Regions from separate parts of the Salmo salar genome. Here region 2 is linked to region 1. A link is a contact called in public Hi-C data. All regions are on one chromosome and are shown on one strand. Each heading gives the region's core, a stretch centred on a gene start, on an enhancer-like site or on the middle of the called end of the contact. The rest is flanking DNA. Distances are from core to core; before and after follow the strand shown.

Region 1 (6,001 bases), core at 3,190-5,689:
AGAGATTAAAACGGTAACATCTCAAATCCAGGTACCCATTTGGAAGGTTTATGAAGGGTATTAAATCCATTCAGTTAAGGATTTAAAAGCACTTAAATAAGCATTAACATCTCAAATCCAGGTACCCATTTTGATGATTTATGAAGGGTATTAAATCCATTCAGTGAATGATTTAAAAGCACTTAATAAGCATTTCAATTCAATGTTATTTCAAATTTTGAGAAATGTTTGGATACTGAGCATTTACCTGCTCTGTTGCTCCCTTCAGGGGAACTACTGACTCAACATTACCCCAATGAAAACCCCAAACTGACACCCAGAACTAGTCACGAGATATTAAACTGGTTCACATACGGTACATACAGTCTAATTATCCCAGTTCACAAAGAGCTCCTCCACAAATATAGAGACAGTTATGTGTTGGGGAGGATGGGACACTGTCTTATGAAGTCCCAGAGAGGGTCCTACAGAAAGCCCTATTCACATTCTCTCCCTCTCTCTAGTCCTTGTTTCCTGGGCCACAGGCTCCGAGAGACAGGCTTTGCGAGGGGCCAGATTGGCTCCACTGACACTGAGGCAAAGTGGGTTGGATATGAGATTCGACTGGATGTTTTGGGGTAGGGGAGAGAGTGAATGGAAGCTCAGAATGCTTTGATTTGATTTTGGACATGTTATCACATTCTGGCAATACATGTGCCATGATTTGAATGTTCTGAATGTGCCGTCTAATATGTCAACATCTGCTACGCTACTGTTGGGATGGGAATTTAAACCCCTCTGTAAAGTAATGTATCAATCAGTAGAAAGTCTTTAGCATATCCATTGAGTGCCTACCTCCTACCTCCTCCTGTATCGATCAGGCCGACAGCTGTCATGCTTGGCATAGAGAGAGAGACATTATAGGGGGGTGACACAAGGCCTTTTGTGCTGCCTAGCCTGCATGGTCTAAACAGAACACACAGCCAGCTCAGTCAGCACAGTGGCTGTGATGAGTTACAATACAGGCCCCTATCTGTGGTCACCTCCCATCTGGCAGTGGAGTGAGATGTCAGGGGAAGACAGGGTTGGGACGAGATACTGTAAAGAAAAGGAGGGTGATGTAGAGAGATACAGAGGTAGAGAGAGAGAGAGAGAGGTAGAGAAAGAGAGTGAAATATAGAGTTATGGAAAGAGAGACAGAAGGAGAGAGAGAGAGAGAGATGGATGGATAGAGAGGAGCAAGCCGGGCCAGACTTGGGCCAGAGAGGCACGCCACCGCCAGCCAACTCCATTAGGATTCCACACAGGCCCCGGGATGGCGCTAGATGAGCAGCTGCCGCCCAACACTAAGCCTGGCTGGATTTGTGGTGCATAGGGGCACACCACACAGCTCTGCTCTGTCACACCACTGGAACATAGATAGCTCAGTGGCACCATTCTCTGCATGGCACCGCTTATACTGTGTGTGTGTGTGTGTGTGTGTGTGTGTGTGTGTGTGTGTGTGTGTGTGTGTGTGTGTGTGTGTGTGTGTGTGTGTGTGTGTGAGGGGTTGGGGGGGATGGAGTTGAGGTCGTCTGTACTCTGGATTGTAGTACAGGTGCTGTGTCATCTTCAGGCATGCAACCCCACCCTCAACTCAACCCCTCAGTCAGAAGACTGTAGTATTATTAATGTTTGTTATGCTGCTAATCCCCTAACACGAACCTGGGGGCCTCCGTCAGCAGCTTTCACAACACACGGTGGGGGCCAGCTGGCCTCGCATGCTAACACAAAACATGAAAGAGAAAAGCATTATGTTCCCATTCCACTGCAAAGCGGTCAAACGTTTGACCCATAGAGCCTACAAAGGCACTGCCAGGCATTGGGTGTATCCCAAATGGCACCATATTTAGTGAACTACTTTTGACCAGGGTCCTTCTTTTGACCATGGCCCATACTTCTGGATAGTAATGTCATAGTCACTGCTCCAGTCTAGTCAGGTATTTGAGAAGAGATTGTTCCCTATGACAGAGAACAGCAACGATACAGTACTGTGAAAAACACCTGAAAGTGTCATTGAGTACTGTAATAACATGTAATGAGATGCTAATAGGATGGAATAACATGGCAATAACACGTGACAGAAGTGTGAACAATTCAAGAGAAGAAAGCATGAAAAGACTGATGGTGCCACCACTAATCAGCAGTAATCCATCTGAGCACATCAATAATCACATTGTACAAAGACAATGGCAAATCTCTTTGCTGGGTGCATGCAATCTTATTACGTCATCCTGTCGATTTTAAACTGAAAAACAGAGGCATGTTTCTGTTCTTGACTGAGAATAGAGAAGGAAATGAGAAGTGAAACTGCTGGTATGGATGTTCACAGGAAATGCCATTTGTTAAAGTACTCTGCCAGAGGAGTCTGTGAGTGACACTGTAAAAGTATAAAGGAGTTGTCTGTCATAACTTGTAGAGTTTATGGCCACTGTGTGAGTCTACATAGAACTTGCTTAGGGCATCTAACTTAATTGTAGCGTGTTTTTCATGACTGGTTTTGAGGATCGTATGGCAGTCCTGCTGCCAGACACTGGATGGCACTCATTGGTTTACTCTTGTCTCACCACCACAGCAACTTTACTTCTGCAATACTTGTGCATGTGAGTCACTTCCCTGCTGAGTCAGCATGATTAATCATGGTTAAGTCCCAAATAGGGTTCCATTTGGGACGCATTCCATGTCTTGTTTTTCTTCATGTTTCTCAGCCCAGGATGTCCGCTTGGGCTTGCTCTCATAACATCTACATGCCAGCTATGATGCCCGTATACAGTGTGTCCATCCTTCTCTTTGCAAGGCAAAAAGGAATTCCAGTCAAGAGAGGTCTTGAAATATCTTGTTATTATGACATTGTAATGTCAGTTGTTCCACCGCCCAATTCATTCTTAGGTTATTGTATTCTTAGGTTATTGTATTCTTAGGTTATTGTATTCTCTTACCACTTTACCATTTTCACGTATTCAAAATGAATACCACAAGTACAATGACCAATGTACTAGCATGCTGATATCATATCTCATTTTGTAAATAAATAAAAACTTGTAAAAGCCTTTTGAGAGAGGGGGGATAGGATAGAGAGAGAGAGAGAGAGACAGAGACAGAGAGAGACAGAGACAGAGAGAGAGAGAGACAGAGAGAGAGAGAGAGACAGAGAGACAGAGAGAGAGAGAGAGAGTCCTAATTGTAAAGACTGGTTAGTCAGGTGTTTAATCATCTTCTGTGACAGTCACTCATGACTGTTTACATCTCAACAAATACTTACAGTAATTTACAAGTTACCCACTGCTGTGCAGAATAGTCACAGTAGTCTACAATACAGCATCTAGGCCTCCTTTTACACACACACATACACACACTGTAAATGTAAGGCGTGGATGGATGTGCCATATCTCCCTAGAACACCCCAGACAGCCTATCCAGGAGTTGGAGAGGATGACACTAATTACCTGTGATTACTGGACCTCAAGACAAAGGAAAGAGGGCTGTGTGGCTGCAACAGAGATGACAACACTACATTTCACAGTGCCAAGTGCATTCACGCAGCATAAAGATGCATTAACCGGTAGAAAATACTTGTTATTCATTCGATGACTGAGTTAAATTATATTTGTGTTTATAATTTAATTGCCGTAACACATTGGCCGTTGTTATTCAAGTGACACCAAGGCATTGAGAGGCGAATGCCTCTTAAAAAGTAAGGTACCGGTAGGCTACAGTATGGAGACCGACAGAAGAAACACCTCGGGGCAGTTACCGGTGCCCGGTTGATATTTCATACCGTGTATACTCTCCCTTTAAAAATGGACGCGCACAGCTGCCCATGTCACCCCATTCTATCCAACAGTACAGTAAATTAATAGAAAACGGCCAGCCCTGTGTGTATCCTACAACACCGGTAATTGGGTGAACTGAGCCAGATCCCACACACAGCGGTTGAAACGCTGCCAAGTGCACGACATGTGTTTACACTGTACAGTAATAATGTGACATACAGTACATAGCCTACCTGTGAAATGTTGCAGCGTCGTGCCTTGCACCCAAAGGCTCAGCACTTGCTGCACCGATAGATTGATAGAATAATCCCTATTCGTGTTCATGTTTCTGCCGCCGGCGCTGCCGCCGCCCGGGTTTGCATCCCTCTTTGTCAAATGGCTGTAAGTGGCTTTTGACGAAGACATCGAGGAGACAGGGGTGGCATGAGCTCGGAGGCTTGATCCCCCGGCGCGCACCCCTCTACCGGTGCCTCTGTTTCGGCTTAACGTTGTTGGTCTCCGCGCGGGGAAGGAAAGGGCCAACAGCTCGTCTGCTCGTGCTCATTCTCGGTTGCAGCGGCGGTTGTTTGGAGGCCATGATGAGGATGGCAGCGCACACAGAGGAGTCGTCCTACATCAGCCCTTCTCTCTACATAACCCTTAAAGGGGCCGTCACCAGTTAAAGGGGAGTATACAGTGAAAGCGTACTGTTATGATATTGTAGCAGCTTATGAATGGGGAACAAAAGATGAGTAATTAGTACAGTAGCGTTTACGCTGAAAACGTGCGTAATCATTTGGCCCATGCGGGTGTAAGTGAGCGGTAAAATTGTGAAAATCAGTGATGGATGTTGTAGGCTAGTAGAAGTCTGCATTTAACTAAGGAGTTAGCTGACAAATCTTTTGATTTTCAATGAAAAGACAGTTTTGTTACACTCTACTACAAGAATGATGCGTTTGTGTATTGCAGGGCGTTGTCCATGACGTCGTATTGATGCAGGTACTGTCCATGGTGCTGATTCGCTCCCCGAAGCGTCAATCTTAAATCGCCTGATAAAGGTGGAGTAGCATAGCATAATATAAATAAGAGGCATCATATTCAGCAGACCATATATTCTGTATTACTATAAAATGAGTAAATATTAAGGTCCTCATTCGGGAAATATATCAGAGATGTATCAGCTAACATTCCAGACACAAAGATTTTGCTATGAAAGTGGATGAAAAATCTGAAAGCTACTTTTTATTTGTCCATTTATCAGGAACCATGCACAGCATAATAAAGAGCCTTTTGCACCAGAGCTAGCAACATAACTTATCTCCATTATGGTCCCTTCAACAAATAGATATTAGAATTTAGATCATCACTTTGCAGGTTTTACATTTCACATCAAGTTAGTGGGGAGACTTGTTACAGTAGGTCGAATGACTATTGTTAATTAGCATGAATAGACTTTGAATAGATTTATAAATGTGAATTCCAGCATTGCTACAAAATGTACAGTACCAGTTAAAAGTTTGGACACACCTACTCATTCAAGGGTTCTTCTATATTTTTACTATTTTCTACAATGTAGAATAATGGTGAAGACATTAAAACTATGAAATAACACATTTATTTTAGCTTTATTTAACTAGGCAAGTCAGTTAAGAACAAAGTCTTATTTACAATGACAGCTTACCCCAGACGACGCTGGGACAATCGTGCACCACCCTATGGGACTCCCAATCACGGCCGGATGTGATGCAGCAACCACAAAAGTGTTAAACAAATCAAATATATTTTAGATTTTAGAATCTTCAAAGTAGCCACCCTTTGCCTTGATGACAGCTTTTCACACCTGGCATTCTCTCAACCAACTTCATGAGCTAGTCACCTGGAATGCATTTCAATTAACAGGTGTAACTTGTTAAAAGTTAAATAGTGGAATTTTTTTCCTTCTTAATGCGTTTGAGCCAATCACTTGTGTTGTGACACGGTAGGGGTGGTATACAGAAGATAACCCTATTTGGTAAAAAACCAAGTCCATATTATGGCAAGAACAGCTCAAATAAGCAAAGAGAAACGACAGTCCATCATTACTTTAAGACATGAAGGTCAGTCAATCCGGGAAAATGTAAAGAACTTTGAAAGTTTCTTCAAGTGCAGTCGCAAAAACCATCAAGCGCTATGATGAAACTGGCTCTCATGAGGACCGCCACAAGAAATCAAGACCCAGAGTTACCTCTGCT
Region 2 (6,630 bases), core at 3,442-5,941, 140 kb after region 1:
CTTGTGAAGATGCTGGAGGAAACAGGTACAAAAGTATCTATTTCCACAGTAAAACGAGTCCTATATCGACATAACCTGAAAAGCCGCTCAGCAAGGAAGAAGCCACTGCTCCAAAACCGCCATAAAAAAGCCAGACTACAGTTTGCAACTCCACATGGGGACAAAGATTGTACCTTTTTGTGAAATGTCCCCTGGTCTGATGAAACAAAAATAGAACTGTTTGGCCATAATGACCATTGTTATGTTTGGAGGAAAAAGGGGGAAGCTTGCAAGCCGAAGAACACCATTCCGACCGTGAAGCACGGGGGTGGCAGCATCATGTTGTGGGGGTGCTTTGCTGCAGGAGGGACTGGTGCACTTCACAAAATATATGGCATCATGAGGTAGGAAAATTATGTGGAGATATTGAAACAACATCTCAAGACATCAGTCATGATGTTAAAGCTTGGTCGCAAATGGGTGTCCCAAATGGACAATGACCCCAAGCATACTTCCAAAGTTATGGCAAAATGGCTTAAGGACAACAAAGTCAAGGTATTGGAGTGATCATCACAAAGCCCTGACCTCAATCCTATAACACATTTGTGGGAATAACTGAAAAAGCGTGCGCGAGCAAGGAGGCCTACAAACTGACTCAGTTACACCAGCTCTGTCAGGAGGAATGGGCCAAAATTCACCCAACTTATTGTGGGAAGCTTGTGGAAGGCTACCCGAAACGTTTCACCCAAGTTAAACAATTTAAAGGCAATGCTACCAAATACTAACTGAGTGTATGTAAGCTTCTGACCCACTGGGAATGTGATGAAAGAAATAAAAGCTGAAATAAATCAATCACTCTCTCTACTATTATTCTGACATTTCACATTCTTAAAATAAAGTGGTGACCGGGACTTTTTACTAGGATTAAATGTCAGGAATTGTGAAAAACTGAGTTTAAATGTATTTGGTTAAGGTGTATGGAAACTTCCGACTTCAACTGTACATACGGAGCCTGGATATCATCTTTGTTGTGTTATTGTAACCCCACCATTCCATAACAACCGTTATACAGTGCATTCGGAAAGTACTCAGACCACTTGACTTAATATTTTGTTACAGCCTTATTCTAAAATGGATTAAATACATTTTTCTCTCATCACTCTACACACAATACCCCATAATGACAAAGAAAAACTGTTTTTTAGACATTTTTGCAGATTGATGAAATAGAAAAAACAGAAGTACCTTATTTACATAAGTATTCAGACCCTTCACTATGAGACTCGAAATTGAGCTCAGGTGCATCCTGTTTCCATTGATTATCCTTGAGATGTTTCTACAACTTGGGAGTCCACCTGTGGAAAATTCAATTGATTGGACATGATTCGGAAAGGCACACACCTGTCTATATAAGGCCCCACAGTTGACAGTGCATGTCTGAGCAAAAACTAAGCCATGAGGTCAAAGGAATCTTCCGTAGAGCTCCGTGACAGGATTGTATCGAGGCACAGATCTGGAGATCTGTGTTTCCCCTTGATGAGGGTAAAAAAAAAAATGTATAGCAATTTTAGAATAAGGCTGTAACGTAACAAAATGTGGAAAAAGTCAAGGGGTTTGAATACTTTCTGAATGCACTGTATATGTATTAATTTCTGACCAACAATAAAATAACCACAAAAATAAACATTCCTTTCATTGCACTTTGGTTACAAATAAAGTGAAATGAACACGACGAGGAACTTTGTCAGTTATACAAATTGTTTCATTCCGTTTTTTTTCTTCTAGCAGTTGTTTGCTTCTGAAAGCAAATGCTAACAAATGAGCCTGTTTTATACAACAGTTTGTCTAGATTTGTCAGTATATAGGCTTTGCTACAAAAACATGTATGTTCAAATAAACAAACTCTCAAAATGCACACATACACAGTCATGACAGAGAATTCACTTGTGTGATCATGGAGAAACAGATTCCCTGTGCAGGTGTTAGCAGCGATTCCCTGTGCAGGTGTTAGCAGCATGACAGCCAGTGGGAGCTGACCATATTGCAGTGTCAGCCAGTCAGAGCTGACCATGTTGCAGTGTCAGTTAAGGCCAGGTGAAGAGACTGGACGTGCTGCTCAGTACATATACTGTGAACAGCTAAAATACATATTTGAAATGTGAAAAAGTTGTACACAGAACGTCCCATGATTTGATGGCTTGTGCCTTTATAACATCAGCAGCTATGCGTAGTCTAGTAAGAGTGTCCAGGAGAGAAAAGTAGAGTATCAAGTGTCTACGACGAGGACGTCGTAAGGTAGTGGAAAGGGGAGTAGTATGCATGGACATTGGAATAGTATGACATTCGACATCATGCCATTTAGTAAGGGGTTTCATTTTGTCCACCACGGTTTCCTAGAGGGACGAGGGTTGGTGAATAGGGGGACAGGGTGAGACTGATAGCGGATGGGTGTGGTCATCTATGTAGTGCTTTCAGGAGGAATGACCCTCTGACGCCTCTGGCGTTGGGTTGGAGGAGAGGTACGCTTGCTCTTTGATTCGGACGGCTGGGTCTCTGTCTGTGGAGATCCGGTGTCGCCCAACATCTCACGCAGGAACTTGAACTTGGACAGGAAGAGCTGCCAGACAACATACCAACCTGAGGTGCCAAAAAGAACAAAAGTCCTCAATAGAAAGTGAACAGTGACCGTATATGAATCAAACAATTCATTTGTTGTAATTTATTTTTATATACACACTGAACAACAATAAACACAACATGTAAAAAAAGTGTTGGTCCCATGTTTCATGAGCCGAAATAGATAATCCCACAAATGATCCATATGCACAAAAAGCTTCTCAAATTGTGTGCACTAATTTGTTTACGGCACTGTTAGTGAGCATTTCTCCTATGCCAAGATAATCCATCCACCTGACAGGTGTGGCATATCAAGAAGCTGATTAAACAGCAGGATCATTACACAGGTGCACCTTGTGCTGGGGACAATAAAACACCACTAAAATGTTTAGTCCTGTCACACACCACAATGCCACAGATGTCTCAAGTTGATGGAGCGTGCAATTGGCTTGCTGTCTGCAGGAATGTCCACCAGTGCTGTTGCCAGATAATTTAATTTCTCTACCATAAGCCGCCTCCAACATCATTTGAGAGTTTGACAGTACGTCCAACCGGCCTCACAACCGCAGACCACGTGTTACCACACCAGCCCAGAACCTCCACATCCGGCTTCTTCACCTGCAGGATCGTCTTAGACCAGCGACCCGGACATATGATGAAACTGTGGGTTGGCACAACCGAAGGAGATGTGTCCCGCTGCATGAAGTAAATGGTGGTCACACCAGATACTGACTATTTTTCTTTCTTTTTTTAAAGGTATTTGTGACCAACAGATGCATATCTGTATTCCCAGGCATGTGAAATCTATAGATTATGGCATAATTCATGTATTTCATTAACTGGATTTCTTTATATGAACTGTAATTCAGTAAAATCTTAAATTGTTGCATGTTGCATTTATATTTTTGTTCAGTGTAAAAACACAAGATAAAGTCCAAAACTTAACATCAAGTAAGTCATTGTTTTCCACACACAGGTATGTATAAATTAATGTAATTGGGCCTCAACAATTGATCATCACACTTTGGGATTATTATAGACAGATAGGGTTATTATTATAGGTCAAATTAGTGCCATTGCCATGCTACGCTCCTTCAGTCTCCTCCCCTTTATAGAGGGGACTGCCTGACTGGATGATGTTGCAAGACAATCCTGCTGAACACTGGTCAAGCACAAAAAAGAGACTCAACTGATATGTATCAATTATTTAAACTGATCCAATGAATAATAGCTATGGGGGACAAACTTCTAACATGATGTATTGAGGGCTTGAGAGATTATTCTTTGTATAGACAACTTTGATCTACCTACTCAACATTTTGAGAAGGAAAAAGGTCAAGACTGCTCACTAAAGAAAGATGGATGGCATGTAGCTGGATATGCAACACCATGGCAAGCACTAAGTATAATCATGGCTGAATGCTAGCTAGCTTACTGTACCTAACCGCTAATACGTTTCACAGCTGTGTCCGAGTAGTCATATTTCACATTACATTCAAGAAAACGGAAAATTTAAGGCAAAATATTATGTTACTTACCAAACACCATGAAGAGCAACGCGCACACAAGGGTGGCCACAATAACCAGCACAGTTAGACCAACGCTTTGCCACATGTTTGTCTTCTTGTCAGGGCTAACTAGCCAGCTAGCTTCTAGTTAGCTAACGCGTTACAAAGTCAAAGTTGTTGACAGCTACGTTAACTCCCCAATTCGCTTTACCGTTCAGTCCATTAACTCATTCACCAGACTGACAGTTTACAACTGTTGTTTGCCACAGAAATAACGTTACAACATAATTCCTTGCTTCAACATGGGTGGAGGATACCTAACTAGCTAGTGCGGCGAAGGAAAAGAAACCCTTCGTTGCTGAGTGATGCGGTCTCGCCGCCTGCAAAAATGTCAACGTCGGTTTACAGTGCCAAAATCATGGACGGATAAAGTACCGTTCATATCTAGCTGCATTATTGCAACCTGAACGATTACATTTGGGGAAGAAAAGCAGATATTACAAAATCGGTGTGAGCATGCGCAGTAGGCTCAAGATACGCGTTGCATTTTGGGTACTGTATTCAATAGAGTTCGCTAGCTTTCAGTTCTAAAACCCGGAAATGATTTACCTCTGGTTCGTTCAGCCGTTCCTATGTGAAAATTAATGGGGAAAGAATAGGGTTTTGGGATAAACGCCGAAAATAAGGTCTGAGGTTAACACAGGCTTAGGAGATCTTATACGATTTGTTCTATGAGATAATATCAAGCATGACATTTATAAATGATAAATGTTATTTAACTAGGCAAGTCAGTTAAGAACAGATTCTTATTTACAATGACAGCCTAGGAACAGTGGGTTAACTACCTTGTTCAGGGGGAAAACAACAGATTTTTACCTTGTCAGCTCGGGGATTCGATCTAGCAACCTTTCGGTTACTGACCCAACGCTAGGCTACCTGCCGACCCTACATAAATGCATCAGAATTTACTAAAAGGGACGTTAGCTGATGAAGATGATCTCATAGGACAAAACGTATACGATCTCCTAAACCTGTGTGTACCACAGACTTTATTTTTGGCCATTATACAAAAACACCATTAATCTCCACAGGCTTTGTCTAGCAAACCATGGCTACTAAAGTACATTTTCTTGTAGCATAGTATGTATATATGAATTATGAAAGCATCTTAATAATAGTGTATATGTATGTTAAACTTTTGCATGTGCATCTTTTTATAACCAAGTTGATGGAGCATGCAATTGGCTTGCTGTCTGCAGGAATGTCCACCAGTGCTGTTGCCAGATAATTTAATTTCTCTACCATAAGCCGCCTCCAATGTCATTTGAGAGTTATTTCTTCCAATCTAGTTAGACCTAGATCCCCCAAAACGTGACATATTTAGAGTAATTCACACAACTGGAGTTCAATTTGACAAGTCAGATCCACAACAACAAGTATCTGGATCCATTCTTCTGACATCTTCAACCAAGCTGGTGAAAGCTTTCACTACCATTCTGTGTTCAGGACACGTCTCTTTTCACAGCTACCAGTCAAATTCAAGGGGAAGGTCTTTCATCTTCTCCGTGTAGATCTTGTCAAACATCTCACTCTGGGCCACTGTGAACATAGTCTTCCAGTCCCCCACCTTCCCTGATTAGAGACATAACAGACAGTATGGTATCACTTTATAGGCCTTTTCACACTGCATTGGTCTTAGCCCCAGGCTAGACTGGCCCTGGGCTAGCTTAGCCTGCGTTCGCACAAGCATTTATTAAGCCTGGACTAAGCTTTAGCCCTGGCTAAGGATTTAAGCTTGTATTCCAAAACCCTGAGCTAACGGACAAACAACATGCTACCAACATTCTTTCTCTGACACGTGACCAATGTTATAAGCAATAAGACATTTATTAGCACATTATTTGCTCTTGCTTTTAGCCTAGCATTTAGTTTCCAACAGTGATGGTTTGTTTGTATAAACCTTGCTGTCTGCCTATCTGACCTCGGAAACAATCAATATGTTTCACTTTTGAAATTCGATCTGGCCCGCTATTTTTTCGATCTGGCCCGCTATGCACGTTATTTGGGTTTTTGTCCTCAGGATGAAATAGTACCAATTTCCTTATCAAAATAGCGTGCAGAACACATTACAGGCATCACGAGCATATGTAAATTAAGTAACAGTGCAGATTTTGTAATTGGACAGTGAGCATTCTAGACGTAGAACAATCCAGTTTCACTGGATATTTTGGCACCGTGTTTCTGGGGCTAGCCCCAAAAAGTTGGTATTAGCCCAGGGCTAAGGTTGGTGCTATCCCACTTTAGAATGTGCAACACTTGCTTAGCCCCGGGCTAAAATCTCCCTTAGCCCAGGGCTTAGAGGCTCTTAGCCCTGGGATAAGGTGCAGTGTGAATGCACAGTATTTGGATAGTCCCAAATAGATTATTTGTATGTTCAGTAGTCAACTAACTGTCAACAACATTTCAACTAACTATCGACTAGTATTTTTATATTTTCTTTGGTTAATTTTTTTACCATTAATTGAAA

Evidence for each region. A called contact is a pair of places that touch in the nucleus more often than the background predicts.
Region 2: a contact with region 1 is called in a Hi-C map of gill, with 3 times the contacts expected there. The contact joins the promoter of LOC106570364 here to the promoter of LOC106570362 in region 1. A contact is called at or near these places in 2 of 3 Hi-C or Micro-C datasets (gill and muscle).

What each region holds. Positions count from the first base shown.
Region 1 is chrssa14:78,798,299-78,804,299 of Ssal_v3.1, forward strand. LOC106570362 (transmembrane protein 170B) reads right to left here and starts at 4,440. Exons shown (of 3, transcript XM_014142589.2): 1 at 4,025-4,440. The coding sequence starts at 4,196.
Region 2 is chrssa14:78,937,764-78,944,393 of Ssal_v3.1, forward strand. It overlaps LOC106570364 (small integral membrane protein 13), which reads right to left and starts at 4,692. Exons shown (of 2, transcript XM_014142592.2): 1 at 4,134-4,692; 2 at 1,599-2,616. The coding sequence starts at 4,209. The coding sequence ends at 2,438.